Regions from separate parts of the Sus scrofa genome. Here regions 1 and 3 are each linked to region 2. Evidence: chromatin contacts called from public HiChIP or PLAC-seq data. All regions are on one chromosome and are shown on one strand. Each heading gives the region's core, a stretch centred on a gene start, on an enhancer-like site or on the middle of the called end of the contact. The rest is flanking DNA. Distances are from core to core; before and after follow the strand shown. Region 1 has its middle 49 kb from the start of PPARGC1A. Region 2 has its middle 440 kb from the start of PPARGC1A. Region 3 overlaps PPARGC1A (PPARG coactivator 1 alpha).

Region 1 (4,823 bases), core at 1,807-4,306, 490 kb before region 2:
TAATGAAAGGGGTCATGATGTTACCACTGCCAAGTGTCCTTCTTTGACGCCTTTGCTTTGTACACTCGCCTTCATTGTTCACAGCGTTTTGCATCACACCTTCAAGGAGGCCTCCTTCCTTGTCATCTGTAGAGTTAGTCGTTTGCTCCTCTCTGCTCCCTTAGCATTGTGCATCTTCATCAGTCTTTTAGAGTCTGTTTTTCTCACTCTCCTGCAAGCTCCTCGAAGGCATGTCTTATTTGTCATTGTATCCTCCAGTGACTACCTCGCATAACGTATGACATGTACTAAGTGCGTAACAATTTAATGAAAGAATGAATAAATGAATGACCTAGAGAGTTGTTGGACCAGGAAAAGATGTGCATTTTTTTCTGAAATGAGGAAGTGTCACTGGCTGCCTCTACCTTCCAGAGAGGGGCTTTTTATGGTCCCTCAGACTTTCTCTGTAACAATTCCTAGTCAGGATACTCAGAGGTACTGAAATTAAGCCCATGGCAAGAATTAGAAACTGTATTTAGCAAAGACTTTTTTTTTTTTTTTTTTTTTTTTTGGCTGATGCTGATTTTTCCTATCTCTGTGAAACTCCTCCACTTCCTCAGTTCACTTATTTTTGTAACCTCTCTGGAGCCTCGACTCTGGATCTCATAGGACCCGATTTGGCCACTCCAAGCCTATCATGGGCCATAGCATCAGATAGTTTCTTTTGGACTTACCTCCAAGCCCAGTTGTGCTTGTGTATATTATTCTGACTTTGCTAAGTTCTATTGAGATGAATGGGGTGTTTGTCAAGGCACATCCCTTTGGGACATTGTGAAAAGGAACTGATCTTAAGTAATGAGAAGTTGTATAATTGAATGGACTGTGATGATGAGGCAGAAAATACTACCACATGCAGCTCTGTTCTTCCTCCTGGGGAGAGAGTGACAGAGGGATCATTGCTGTCTCTGGTAGAGATCTCTTAACCAGTTTGGACTTGCAGAGTATAGAGTGGAATAAGGGGTACCCAACAAGTGAATTTTTGCTCAGTGATTAGACAGCTGGCAGTACCTTCTCAGCTTTCTGGAAGAAAGACATACGTTGAAGACAGACAGAAATTTAGCATATTTTAATAGAAAAAAAATGTCAAAGAGAGTCAATAGAGTTTGTATTGGGGTTCGTTTTTTTTTTTTTTTTTTTTTTTTTTCCAGGGAAAAAAATAGGGAAGTTATGTGCTGGCAACTGGGAGTCAGGTATGATTCACAGTTTTATCTCTGGTTTAGTGCTGAGTTCTAACTTGAGGGAGAAATGGTGGAACATTCTGACTCAAGTGCCTGGTTCAGAGTAGGATCAAGAACTCTTATGAACGTGTGTCATCATACACTGCATGAGCCCCCTGTATTGGTGGGATAAAGATCACCCAAATAAATGAAAGTTGAACTTCACCTGTAAAACCACCATAGAGGTGAGCCAAAGTAGGATAAGTCAGTAGAAGCTACATAGGGATCTTACGGTTTCTCCTGTCTTCGCTTCCTCTCTTTTCTATGTAAATGAGATATGATTGAAAGAACTTCATCATGAAACTTGGGGTCGGTTGCTGCAACAACAGCCCTCCGTGGTACCACTGTTGGTCTCTAGTCTTAATGACTTTGCACAAAAATGCCTCCTTATTCTTGGGCGTTATTGAGAGATCTATGCTTTTGCTGTCTAGCATATGCAGGAACTGGTGTGTTTCCCTGTTCTGGGATCCTGTTTATTTCTTGTTTTTATATGATTACCCTTCTTGGCTCCTTCAGCTGCTTTTCATGTCTTATGATCACTCCTTCAGGTCTTTGAGTTGGTCAAGTAGGATGTAGAGCTAGCCTGCTCAGTTCATATTCTGGCTCCTTAAACTGTGCAAGGTAGGACTAACTATAATGCATTATAAGGGAATTCTCTTGGGAATGAGACATGCTATGGAGATAACTCAGAACTGTAGCTAATACAGTAGGTATTCAATCTGTGCTAGATTTAGTTACTGACTCTTAAAATCATACTGATGGATCTAAAGGCTATGTGATGACATTGGCTTATTATTTACATTGAGTGAAATGAATTAAACTTTTTTTTTCTGGACATGGGCATGAATGAATATGCAGCAGTATCAATACTTAATATTCACTAAATTAAACAGATTACCAAAAAGTCCTTAAACATCAAGAGGACAAGAAAAGTTAATCCATTTGCCATTTTGTCTTTTTGAAAAAAATAGAATTAAAGGTTCCACTTGAATATAAGGTTAACATTTAGATACTAACTGTCTTTGTAATTCTTTCTTAAAGGTTCTTGTCTAATTGTTATAGTAATTAGTGAAAGTTACCAGCATGAGCTCTGGACTCAGTCCTGAGTTGGAATCCTGCTTCTGCAACCTACTAGTTGTGTCACCATGTGCAAATCATTTAACTCTTACTACTCATTTTATTCCCTGACTGTAAAACAGATCCGAATAGGCACATGGTTTGTTATTTTATTAAAATGAGACACTGCATGTAAATCATTTTGGTGCCTGACATAAGGAAAGTATTCTATAGAAACACATATTGCACAGCTCTGAGGGGCTTCATTTGACATGGTAGTCTATGTAAATGGCACCCTTTTGAGTGGTGCAATAAGTGGCCCTGATACAAAAATTGGTATTCACTAACATTTTCATTATGATGACACAGCTAGGAAAAGTCCCTGTGAGCCAGAAATACATGATTATCTGCTCTTTCTCTGCCAAATGTGGAAGCAGAAAAAAATGGCCAAAATGGGTATATTAGAAACTTACCAGTGTTTCGCTTTAATTTCATGTGAGGGATTTCCTCAGTGTGTGTTGCATTTATCAATGGTCAAGCCTATGACTCTTGGGAAACTTACTGGGGGAAAGAGGAGGCATCATCTTTTCTTGCTAGATGTTCCGCTCGCCAGTGTTTGATCCTGCCCCTCACACCCCCCAGGCACGCGGGCATCATAGACGGCTCTTTCAGGAGGTGGTACCAGGACACCAGTAGTATTTTGCAAGAAGGATCCTTGGCTTTGCCTGTGGAGCAGGGAATGTGATCTCTAGCTGGGAGCCAAACCACAAGCATGTGAGCAGAACCTCGAGCTTGGTTCCTGCCCAAGTACATGTAGGGAGTGGAAAGACAGGGAACCTTTGTGAAAATGAGGCAGCCTCACGCGCAAAGACAATTCCACAATGGCCAGTGGGATATTTCACCTTTGTCCCAAAGGAGAAACATGGTTTCTTGTTTACCTACAACCACCTCCTTTGGAAAGGGAGCCTGCTGGTTCATTTTCCTGGAATGGGGGTTCGTGGCAAGCCATTCAACCTAAATGAGCCTCAGTTTCTTCATCTATAAATTGAGACTAATAATAATTTTTCTGCCTATAGTATAGTGTCTGGGCCAGGGTTGTTGCTCCACCAATGCTTGCTGTGAATGCACCCAATATGATGGGCTTCTCCAGCATGGACCATACAGTTATGTTTCTTCTTGTTATTAAGCAACAGAGTGTCTCCGGTTCCATTGTGGCAGGAAGTTAAAATTGCTTTTCTTAAACCCCTCTCTCATCTCACAGATCATAGTCCTAATTGTTCCAGATATTCCAGATATCTAGAGGATCCAGCCTTTAAAAAAAAAAAAAAAAAAAAAAAAAGAACCACCAGACTAGCGGGTGCCATGTCTTCTGCCTGCACCGCTACTTCTGTTGCTGCCACACAGTGTCACTGTTGGATGGTGATCGTGTATAGCACTGCGGAGCCTGGTCCACTGCTCTCTACACGGACCCAGTGATGTCCCCTGGCTTGAGCTCCAGCTTGCCACCTTCTTTCATCACACTCACGTGCTAAGTCAGTGCTCCTCATAGCATTGTATCCACACAGAGTGGCAGGCTCTGGGTGGATTTCTAGGTTCAGCCAAATCCATCCTTCCCCATGTCACCCCTTTGGGCTCCCTCCCCTTCCTATGTGTCCTCTTTGGGACCTTAACAGAGACTGCCTTTTTCTAATAGTGAGATTCCAATTAACATTAAGTGAGACCTTCCAATTTTTTTTTCCAGGAATTTCCTTATCCCCATGGCAATTTGTTCACCTCTCTTCAGTGGATGGGTCTACCTTGCAAGTGATATTGAGAGGTGTCTTTGTTAGACCACATAGGATGCATTACATCTTTCCCAGAAGGAACTGCTCATCTCTACATAACTAGAGAAAGACTTACTTTGCCCCCAACCCCTGGCAGATGAGTACCCAGTGTCACATGAATGATTAATGTATGTGAGAGTGCCTTCTAAACTAAAGCCCTATAAAAGTAAGACCTTATGATTATTATTAAATGGACAGGGGTGATTTAGACACATGGCACAAGCAAGGCTAGCACTCATGAACTTCAGGCTGTAGCCAGAAAGCTGTCTGAAGGAAAATACTCTCTAATGCCTTCGAGGATGTGGGGCCAGTTGGCTTTTCTTAATATTGAATTGTGTTCCTTCTTTTTCTCTCACTCTATGTCATCCATTTTCCTATTAATTTCTCTTGCTTAAGCGTCATAAACCACCAACCAGTCTGGGCTGAGCCGGTGAGAGTTAGTTCACCCAGAAAACCAACCTCTTGCATATGGGGGAGGCCACAAACACATGTTTCTGGAAGCAAAGGAAAAAATATAGTATGAATGGCTTAGAATGGGCCAGGTGCCTTTATACTATCTCATTTAATTCTCAAAACAACCCTGAAGACTTTTCACATCTGAGGAGAGAAAGAGAGAATTGGTGGGCTTCAGGTGCAGGCCCAAGTCTACACTGCTCTTGAGTGGGAAGAGCCAGCAAGAGGTGGGATT
Region 2 (5,018 bases), core at 755-3,254:
AATGTGTGACGATAGGAACACATTTCTCAGGACCAGGGATGGAACCTGGGCAAGTGACGGCCTGAAGTTTAGGCTTCACTGTCTTCACATTAAATTCTTTCTGCTTCTGCTAAATATTTATTAGCAAGAGATGATGGGAGTTCCCATCGTTGCTCAGGAGTAACGAATCTGACTAGTACCCATGAGGATGTGGGTTCCATTCCTGGGCTTGCTCAGTGGGTTAAGGATCTAGCGTTGCCTTGAGCTGTGGTGTGGGTTGTAGACATGGATTAAATCCGGCATTGCTATAGCCAGCAGCTGTAGCTGCAGTTCAACCTTAGCCTGGGACTTCCATATGCTACAAGTGCACACCCCCTCAAAAAAAGATGAGTGTGAGTGCCTGGTGCAGTGCACACACATGATGACTCATAGTATAATTACTTTCTTTGGCCTTATGTCATCTCTAAAGTCACCAAGAGGTATACTTTCCAAGGTGGGGGCAGTGGGTGACCTGGACATATCATGCTGGAGTTCACTGCTCTCTTCAGGACACGTGTACCCTGCCTACCACACCAGGACCCCCCTTCCTTTCTTTGGGCTGTTTTCCTTCCCCAGAGCCACTATGTTTGGCCAATGGTTCAGGTCCGTGGACTTGCTTTATAGACTGGACATAGCTGCTCCTCATAATACTCAGAACCTGATTCAACTAAGGAACTATCTCCCTCTTCATTCTGTAATATCTTCCTTCTTTTTTTAGAAATTTGTATTATCATCTTATTTCCAGAGGTCAAGACTCCCCTTTCCTTTGGTGCTCTATTCTTGGCTTTAAACAATGACTTCTTTATTTTTGGAAACCCGTGGAAGCTTTGTAAGCACTCATCTGCCTTTTCCATGCCTAGCGCAATCGTCATCCCTCATTTCAACCATGTGCTGGGCTCCTGTGCTGTGCAGAATGGGCAGTGGACTAGGTGTCAGGAGACTAAAGTTCTAATCTTAACTTAGCTCCCTTCTTCATATCTGACCTTGTATCACACCCTTCCTTACCTTTTTGTATTCTAGAAATAACAGAATCACTGTGCATTACTTTAGGAGGAAATTTTAAGCAGTGGCTTCCATGTGGTTGGGCTGCATTAGAAAAATATGATATAATTTTTTAAAAAATGCAAATACCCAAGCTTAGTCTCAGACATTGTGAATCATGGGAAGGGATAGTCACTATGATGCTTCCCAAGGCATCACCAACAGCCAAAAAACCAGATGGCAGCTCCAAAAAGCCACAGTTAATTCAAGAAATAAGGGATGATTTTATTGCTTCCCTCTCATACAGAAGGGATAGCATGATATCAACACAAACTCTTTTCATCTAAGTCTAAGATGATTATCCAGAAGAATTTGAATTTTGATCTGTTGGCCAGGCACAGCTCTTACAGGCAACTTTGGACTCTACTTAGCTGAACACCTCAAGGAGCTGCCTCCTTGCTGAGCTTCCACTGGTGTTGGCAGCAAAGTTTCTGGGAACAGCAAGCCTCCCCAGTGGCAGGGCCAGTCTCTGAAATGCCGTGGGAGGTTTCCTTGTGCACTTTGGGCACAAGAGAGGCCAGGATCTGTGTGGCGCCTACTCTGAAATGCCACTGCTGATTCTGTGAAAGATCCAAGAGTGGATCAGATTCCCAAGGCCCCAGCTGGCGGGTCTGTAGGAAAATCAGATTCCTCTGAGTCCTTAGAGGTCACAAGAGGGTGTATGATTGCTCCTGGTCAGAGGCAGGGTGGCTCAGGACAGAGATAGGAAGGGTGTGGAGAGGGGAAAAAAGAGAATGGAAGGTCACTGGAAGAAGCTGACTCCAGTTAAAATATTTTCCCCAGTCTGGCAATTCTAGAGGTATGCATGTCTTCAGTACTACGCAGAGAGGTGGTCTTTCATGTCAGCAACCACATTCATACATCAAGGGAAAACACACATGTGCACACACTCACACACACACACACACCCCTTGTGTATATGTCTCAGTTCTGAGTTCATGAATCTCACCAAAAGTAGCAACACAACTGAAAACTGTGTGGAGGCATAGACCACACACACTCATATACTCACAACATAATTCACACATCCCTTGGCAGAACCTCAAATTCTAACCCTTTATTAGGCTCGTAGCCTGCAAGGCCAAGAGCTCATTCCTGTTTCTATTTCCCCAATGGCAGACCTGGCAACCTGTAGCAAGTGTTTATAGGATAAATTAATAGAGGTAAGAGAAACTATTTGGGTATATTCTCTTTTAATATTGAAATGTTGCTGTGATAAAACCTCTAAAATCATATACATGATGAATTGTAGCAAGATAAAGATGTTCATTGTATTTTTAAGTGGAGAACACCAGGTATCCGTGAGACTTGAAAGCTCTTAGTGAAGGCAAGTGAACTTAATAAAACCCATAAAATGATGAATTCCAAGACACACACATATAAGATAAAAAAAAAATTGTGAATCCATCTGGGTTAAATAGCATAATAGTGATCACACTGTGTTATTTTTAGTTGCATAAAACTCTAAACAGGGAGCTACTTGAAGGTAGCAGATTTGCATCACTTTCACCTGTAGCTCTGGTGCCTAGAAGTGTGTGTCAGATGCTCGGTAGAGGATTGTCATGTCATGATTAAAGTGCAAGGAAATGTTGACAAAAATCTATTTGAAGTGCATGTTTATTACAACGTCACATACGTACCTCTTTCAATTGACCTTGGAAAGAAAATGCTTTGCAGTTGAAAGGGAATAGAATGTGTACGGAGGTTTTCCAGTGTTTATTTTTACATTGAACATCAACCAGACCCCAAGGCTAATGCTATTGACCCGTAACACGCATAGAGATATGGCAAAGCAACTGGTCACTTGGTGAGTGAGCTGAAAGGCCATAAGGATTCTGTCCTCAATGGGACACTGCCATCTGGTGTATGCCCCAGGTTAGACAGCCAGGGAAGGGATGTGCCCCAGGGTCAGGAAAGAGAGGGGGGCAGAGCTAGCCCTTGAGGTCACACATTGCAAAGATGCTTTGTAGACAGGAATGATCACCTATTGGCCTGGACTCTTAGAGATGAAAGATTAAATTATCCAGAGATGGGATGGAGGGGATGCTAAATAGTAAGGAAAAAAATTCCTCAGTGTTGGCAAAGGGTGGAGCATTTCCCACTTGATTATTTCATTTAATCCTCAGAGTCAAGAGCAAGGAAAATATTTAAATGCTCATACTCCAAAAGTGAGGAAACAGAGGATCATAAAATTTAAGTAACTTGTCTGATCATGCAGGTAGAACTAATAATCAAACCACTGCTCCTCTCCCTGTACTTTGCTCCCCCTATGACTTTTCCATTTCAGTAAATAGCCTGTTAAGAAGAGGGATGTTCTTTTCTTCTTCTGGCCTTTTTTTTTTTTTTTTTTTTTTTTTTTTTTAAGAGCTGTACCCGTGACATATGGAGGTTCCCAGGCTATGGGTCCATTTGAAGCTGTAGCTGCTGGCCTACACCACAGCCACAGCAATGCAGGATCTAAGCCATGGCTGTGACCTACACCACAGCTCACAGTAATGACAGATCCTTAACCCACTGAGCGAGGCCAAGGATCGAACCCACATCCTCATGGATGCTAGTCAGTTTCCTTAACTACTGAGCCAAGACAGGAACGCCTATTTTCTCCTCCTAAATGTGGTTTCAAACAGAGCTAAACAGTTCTCAGTGATCAATAATCTATTGTGATGGATAAATGCACTCAGTGTTCTTGACTTGTAGTAGCTTACCATCGAGGCAGAAAGAGACAAACACATATTACAGTCAGTTAACACTTAAAAATTAGTGCAACATCAAGCCAAAAATATTATTATGCAAATAATAAGTCAATAATTGCTATTAAGAAATGCAGGAGTTGAGGAAACAAATCTGTAATTCTAATCCTATCTTGATTTAAAATGTCGATAGTTTGTTTGTTATGTATTTTTTCATTAATTTTCTTTTTTTGCTCTGTAAATACATTTTTCTAGCTTCACTGAGATGTAATTGACATATATGTTGTGTTAAGTTCAAAGTGTGTGACATGTTGATTTGATATACTCATAAATTGAAAAAGGATTATCACTGTACTGTAAGATAAAACTTTCATCAGGTCACACACCATTTCTTTTTTGTGCTAAGAACATTCAAGAGTTATTCTTTTAGCATCTTTCAAGAATATACTATAGTTTTATTAATAGAATCACCATTCTGTACATCATATCCTCAGAACTTATTCATCTTCACACTGAAAGCTTGTTCTTTGACCAATGTCTCCCCATTTGCCCCTATTCCGCAGCCCATGATAACCACCATTCTGGTCTCTATTTCTATGAGTTCAGCATTTTTCGATTATTCATATAGTGATATGACGCAGTATTTGTTTTTCTTTTTCTGAATTATTTGTAATTAGTGTAGTGCCCTTAAGCTCCATCCTTGCCATTGTAAATGGCAGGTGTGTATGTTGATGGTCACTTAGGCTGTTTTCATATTTTGACTATTGTGTATATGCTGCAGTGGATGTGGGAGTGCAGACCTCTCTTTTCATTTTCCTTGGGTAGGTATCAGAGGAAGGACCACTTGATTATGATTCTATTTTTTAATTTGTTGAGAACCTCTATACTGCTTTCTATAGTGGCCGCACCATAATTTTAATTTTTTTTAAATGTCATTTATCTATGAGAGAGAGAGGAAGGGAAGGGAGAGACTGGGAGTGAGGGATTAGCCTATGAAAACTATTTTACATATGTATATGTAAAAATCTGAGTCACTCTGCTCAGTGACTAAAACAACATTGTCAATCAACTATACGTCAATAGAATAATTTTTAAGTGTTGTTTATCTTGATTACTACATTTTGGAGCTTCCTTAAATTTTGTGCCTGAAGAGAGAGCCTAAACTAGTCCTGCTTCTGAGGTATTTATAATTGATTGGATGGCAGCAATCCAGAAAAAAATCTTAGTTTGGCATAATGACTGTCAAAGAAATTTTGGCTTGCTTACTAT
Region 3 (4,896 bases), core at 1,105-3,604, 420 kb before region 2:
CTGTTTCATATTTATAATGGTGAGGCTTCATAATATTCACAGTGAATATATAACACCGATCAGTTCAACAAGCATGAAATTGTATGTTGTCAACTTGTCACATAAATAGAGTCATATTCCGGCTTGCGATAATGTTGAACTAACATTTTTTTCCCCCATAATTGTTGAGAGGGTCACCCAAAAGTGGGGAGGTAGCACTTCCTTTGGTCGATAAACAGTTGGGGCTATTGTAAAGTTGATATTACCGTTGATGGGTTCCTTTGCTCCCCTCTCTCCAAAGTGCTTGCTTTTCTTGGGTGAATGCTAATTGGCTAATCTGGTGTGTTTCTTCTGTCATCCAGTGGTATCATTTTCAGCCAGTGCTAGAAGGCTTTTTTTGGGTTGTGTATGTGTGAGTAGCTTTTTTTGTTCTCCTTTAAAACATTTTTTTTTTCTATTCTTGTAGCGCAAATCAGTGCTAATTGTCATGAAATTCTCTAACCATCCTCTGGCAAGCTCTCTCGTTCATTTGCACTCCAGTTAACTCTTAATTCATTACCAGAATCCCGGGTCATAGTGAAGGCTGGACATTTTGATCAGACTTTCTCATGATAGAGAATTTAGAGAGATGCGGCAAAGAAATGATTGCACCAAATGTGCAACTTGCTTAAAGGAGAAAGTGCGGGGGGAGGTGGGGGGCAAATGAAACCGACGCATCGGTCGCCGGGGAGCAACTACAGAGACCAATTTCCACAGTGGCTGATATTTCAGCACCAGAGGCATGAGAAGAAACGGATGCCAAGTACTTTTTCACTTTTGAGAAATTCTTCGATGTGTTCAATCCTCCCCATCTTCCTTCAAATGGCCCGGAGTCAGAAAGTGTTGCCAGCTCTCTCTGCAGTCATGTGAATTTCCCTGGTTAAAGTGGCTGACTTTAAAACCTCAGGATGGTGCTTTAGGAGGTGTGGATTACCAAAGGGTATTACTAACTCCGATGTTTTCATCCCATATCGTGTGTGGTGTGGATGGTCATGTTTTCACGTAGAAGAAGCCATTTGTCCGCCAAAGCTCCTGGTCTCCAGAAATATTTTCACATTTCTTCAGGCTTCTGGTTAAAAGTTCCTCTCTTCTCTCACTGATGTCTCTATCCATTCCTCAAAAAATGATTACCGTCAACCATTAGCATGCCCATTAGCATGTCACTTCCTGGGGATACAGTGGTTCCATGCAGACAAAGTCCATGGCGCCATGCTGCTCATGGCTGATGATGAAGATGCAGCTTGAGAACCCAGTAAGATACAGTCTCTGATAGAGAAAGCCAAGCAGGGACTTTCTCCACTGGCCTGTTGTCTTGATCATCGATCACAGATAAATTCTGCCTTTCTCAGGGGGTGGGGGGGGTTCATTTACCATCTTCAGAAGTGCCTTCTCCTGGAAGTGGAATTTGGCTGGAGAACATTTCCCTTGGCTAATGGGACCTTCTGTTCCAAACCAAGGGCCCTGGGCACAGCGTCTGGCAAATGCAGGGCAGTGGGACAGAATATTTGAAATGGGGAGATCTGGCTCTACCGTGCCCTACACACAGTGTGTTGAGAAAAACAGCAGTTTGCTCATGGGGATTGCTGAGGGAAGACCAGAAGAAGGAGCCTTCAGGGAAGAGAGAAAGGCTGTCAGCAGAAGGTTCTGCAACCAGGGTGCACAGCTGATGTGAGTGGAATGCTGAGTCCCTGGCAATGCAGGTGGGTGCCTTTGGGTGAAAATGATTCTGCACTATTTGAGGCCTGTCAGCCTTTCTCTGCGAGAATGGTATTTCCTGCTGGAAGGACTGACGCGCTTTTTTGCCTCTCTGCGACATCTTGAATGTGGGGCCTTCTCTGTGTTGTCTCATGGACAGTCCTTCCCTGGGACTGTCTGGCCTTGGGCGATGAGGCAGGCATGAGAAGAAGGCTCTGTACCCCTTTCCTCTTCTCTTGGGAGGTACCAAGCTTTACATCTCTACTGAGCCTGATTCACTTAGATCGTTTTCACGTCCCGGTAATTCTCCAGCTTCAATTTCTTCTCACCAGTCCTTTCTGAGAAGTTGATTTCTGCTTCTGAATGCTGCTTACATAGGGGAAAAGGCACCTCTATTATAGGAATGCCCTTGGTTTTTCCATGGACGCTTGGCCTAAGGACATTGGCTTCCCTGGGTGCCATCTCATTTGTTCAGATGTGAAGTTGGAGCTTCTGTAGTCCAGACATAGCTCTCCCGGGTGTCCAGGGATCCTCGCCAACTCAGATCCTGTCCAGAAATGTTCTCATGTCAGGATCCTCTCGTGTCTTGCCAGCACATGCTTAGCAGGGACACCCTGATCTCCCCTGAGCCTCGTCTATCAGCCTGCCTTTTCTTCTGGGCAGGGCTGCTTGATGGGCAGGCTCGCCTCCTGTTCCTACTGAAGAAGAGTCTGGGCAAACGCTGGAATGCCGCGGTGCCGCCTGGGATAAGTGACTTCTTTCCCCCTGCTGGTCCTCAGTTCCAGGACTCTGCATGCAGTAGATTTGAGAGTTATATTAGGTCACAGTGCCACTTTCGAGCTCCTTTAATCCTATCACCCGGCAATCCATGTAGCTGAGGTGGCTGCCCTGGTCCTGAAGGAATTTGTGTCAATTTCTCCTGGGACAAATCTAGTCTGGGCCACTTGGCAATATTTGTTCCAACTGCACATTTTGACAAAGACGTTTTGGCCACACAGAGCCAGAGAATTTGCTGCGTGCTGATGTGTTTGGGGGGAACTGAATGTTGCCTGGTCTTGGCAGATAACTGAGTCTGGCGATCTATGTGGCATGATCCATGCCCTGTTTAATTTGTCTTTGAATGGCAAATGCGTTTCTTCTCTGAGTCAGCAAAAGCCTTGATACCCTCCAGTGGTACTGGGTGACTTCTCTGTGATACAGAAAAACAAAACTTGATCCTACTTTTTTTCCCTTTAGTGGCTGGTTCATTTTTATTTCCAGCGACGTTTCATCGCTGAAAGAGAAGATGTATGTTCCATAGATGGGATGCAGTTTTACTTAATCACAGTGGTTATTTTTATAATTCGCATTAGGAGACCTCATTTCTCTGGCCATTATTAACTTAGTGTTATTAATTGTCTGAAACATAGCTGAGAAACACACCATTTGTAAAAATGTCTCTGAGAAGCCAAACCAGATGGGGAAAAAAAAAAATCATACCCTCAAACTCAATGCATTTTATTACCAGATAAGCTTCTCCAGCTCTCACTTAGCATTTGCTTCCTTTTGTTTTACTTTCAATTTAAACCAATCTAGTTATCTGTGTTCTGAGCACATGGGAGATTAGAAGAAATGATTTAGAAAGTTAATGAGCTTGTAAGAGGCAAGGAGTGGGAAGTAGGAACTGACCCAAAGAGATGAGACTAAAAACTACAAAAAGTAGACAATCACTCAAAATACGACTGTCTGGGGCCATTTCAGTAGAGGGCAGAACACTCTATACTTTCAGGGCTGTATTTCTAAATAGCTCCCTACGGTCATTTCATAATATTGTACAAAGCTACAAAAATCAATTCTCATAATTTTTAAGGTGAGGGAAATATGTAAATGATTTTGAAATCTTTCCATTAAATGCTTTAATAAAAAATTTGGTGCTTAAGCGATGCAACTTTTCGATTCTTCTGCACACGTGCCAAGATGGATTAACGCCTGATCATGAGAGATAAATGAGGCATATACACAAACACACACATGTTTTTACATCTAGAGATTTTCACGTGGTCTGGCATCCCTCTGTCTTTCCCGCGTAGTAATACCTACTAGGAGAATGTTCCATGAAATGTTAAACTTCATTGTATAATTGGTCAGCTCACTTTCCCCCTTGAAAAATACAACTGGTAAAATTTCCTCCAATAAAAACACCAGTGATTTTTTTTTCTTGTGTTTTAGGAACGATTTTTACTGTAGGGCCCTTGGTCAAGACAAGCACAGCTCAGCAGAGTTATCCTTAAATAAGTAATTCCCCACATTACCTTAGAATGAAATTGCTTATATTTTTCCCCGTCTTTGCTTTCCTACTCAGTCCTCAACTCCACCACCACCCCAGCAATGCATAATTCATGTGTATATTTTCATTGAGAACACACTCAATTGTATTACCAGTACTATGAGTGATTTCCCCATTTTTTCCCATTTTGTTTGGAGATCCTTATAAATAAATCACCAACTGCAAGGCTTGCAAGGCAATCACTAAAATGTGCTGCTTGGGTTTGGATCAAGGATTTCAGATAATATGCAGGCCTGGGTTCCCTAAATCTCATTTCCGTCTCGAAAGCCAAGGAAAGCGATAACTGTGTCGTCTTTATCCGAACTCTCTGGCCCAGCTCTGTCACCTTTCACCGGAGGGGAGAGAATGGAAAGCTTGGGTTTCTCTACATGGACCCTGAGCTTTGGTTAGGCTATGACCCCGCATTAATATTCCACCTTTGGCAATTTCAAAGAATGCTGTCCACTCTTCCTACTGTAAGCAGCCTGGCTCCCCTGGTGCTTCTCACGCTTCTCCTTTGTATGAAGGCATTTGTGCCTCCCTTCATGTCCCTTTCAGGAGTAATTCTTCCCTTGTTCAATTTTTCCCTTTCTCTTTATGGCTGTCATAATAGTCCCTGATACAGTCAGGCAGCGGTGACCCTGTCCGTCACTCACCTGCAAGCTATTCTTGAACCAGCGGATGGTCCCTGAGTGACCAGATTAATTGTGCCAGTGGTGGGCCTTTCCACCCGACCTTTTATCCGGCAGCATAAAAGCCGATTCCAGGCTGTGTGCAAGCTGGCCGCCCCGCCATCTCAGTGTCCTCCGTGGAGCCAGGTGGTGGAAGGAGAGAATAAATGCAAATGAGGTGCAGAGGTGCAGAGAAAAAGGTGTGCG

The links. HiChIP or PLAC-seq counts read pairs in DNA pulled down with a chosen protein or histone mark.
Region 1: an H3K27ac HiChIP or PLAC-seq map of skeletal muscle shows a contact between it and region 2, with 7 times the contacts expected there. The contact joins two enhancer-like sites. A contact is called at or near these places in 2 of 47 Hi-C or Micro-C datasets (heart right ventricle and skeletal muscle) and 1 of 2 datasets of contacts at active chromatin or transcription factors (skeletal muscle).
Region 3: a contact with region 2 is called in an H3K27ac HiChIP or PLAC-seq map of skeletal muscle, with 7 times the contacts expected there. The contact joins two enhancer-like sites. A contact is called at or near these places in 4 of 47 Hi-C or Micro-C datasets (fetal liver, psoas muscle and skeletal muscle) and 1 of 2 datasets of contacts at active chromatin or transcription factors (skeletal muscle).

The regions. Positions count from the first base shown.
Region 1 is chr8:17,993,069-17,997,891 of Sscrofa11.1, reverse strand. It overlaps a transcript of PPARGC1A not described here. Among named protein-coding and RNA genes, the nearest start is that of PPARGC1A, 49 kb to the right of the region's middle. Within about 2 kb of position 3,056, at least 1 of the 83 cell types and tissues checked has an H3K27ac peak or open chromatin away from gene starts, as enhancers often do. A contact at or near this core is called in skeletal muscle, where this site is marked.
Region 2 is chr8:17,502,302-17,507,319 of Sscrofa11.1, reverse strand. No RefSeq gene overlaps it. Among named protein-coding and RNA genes, the nearest start is that of PPARGC1A, 440 kb to the left of the region's middle. Within about 2 kb of position 2,004, at least 3 of the 83 cell types and tissues checked have an H3K27ac peak or open chromatin away from gene starts, as enhancers often do. A contact at or near this core is called in skeletal muscle, where this site is marked.
Region 3 is chr8:17,926,004-17,930,899 of Sscrofa11.1, reverse strand. All of the region lies in intron 2 of PPARGC1A (PPARG coactivator 1 alpha), which reads left to right. Among named protein-coding and RNA genes, the nearest start is that of PPARGC1A, 18 kb to the left of the region's middle. Within about 2 kb of position 2,354, at least 4 of the 83 cell types and tissues checked have an H3K27ac peak or open chromatin away from gene starts, as enhancers often do. A contact at or near this core is called in skeletal muscle, where this site is marked.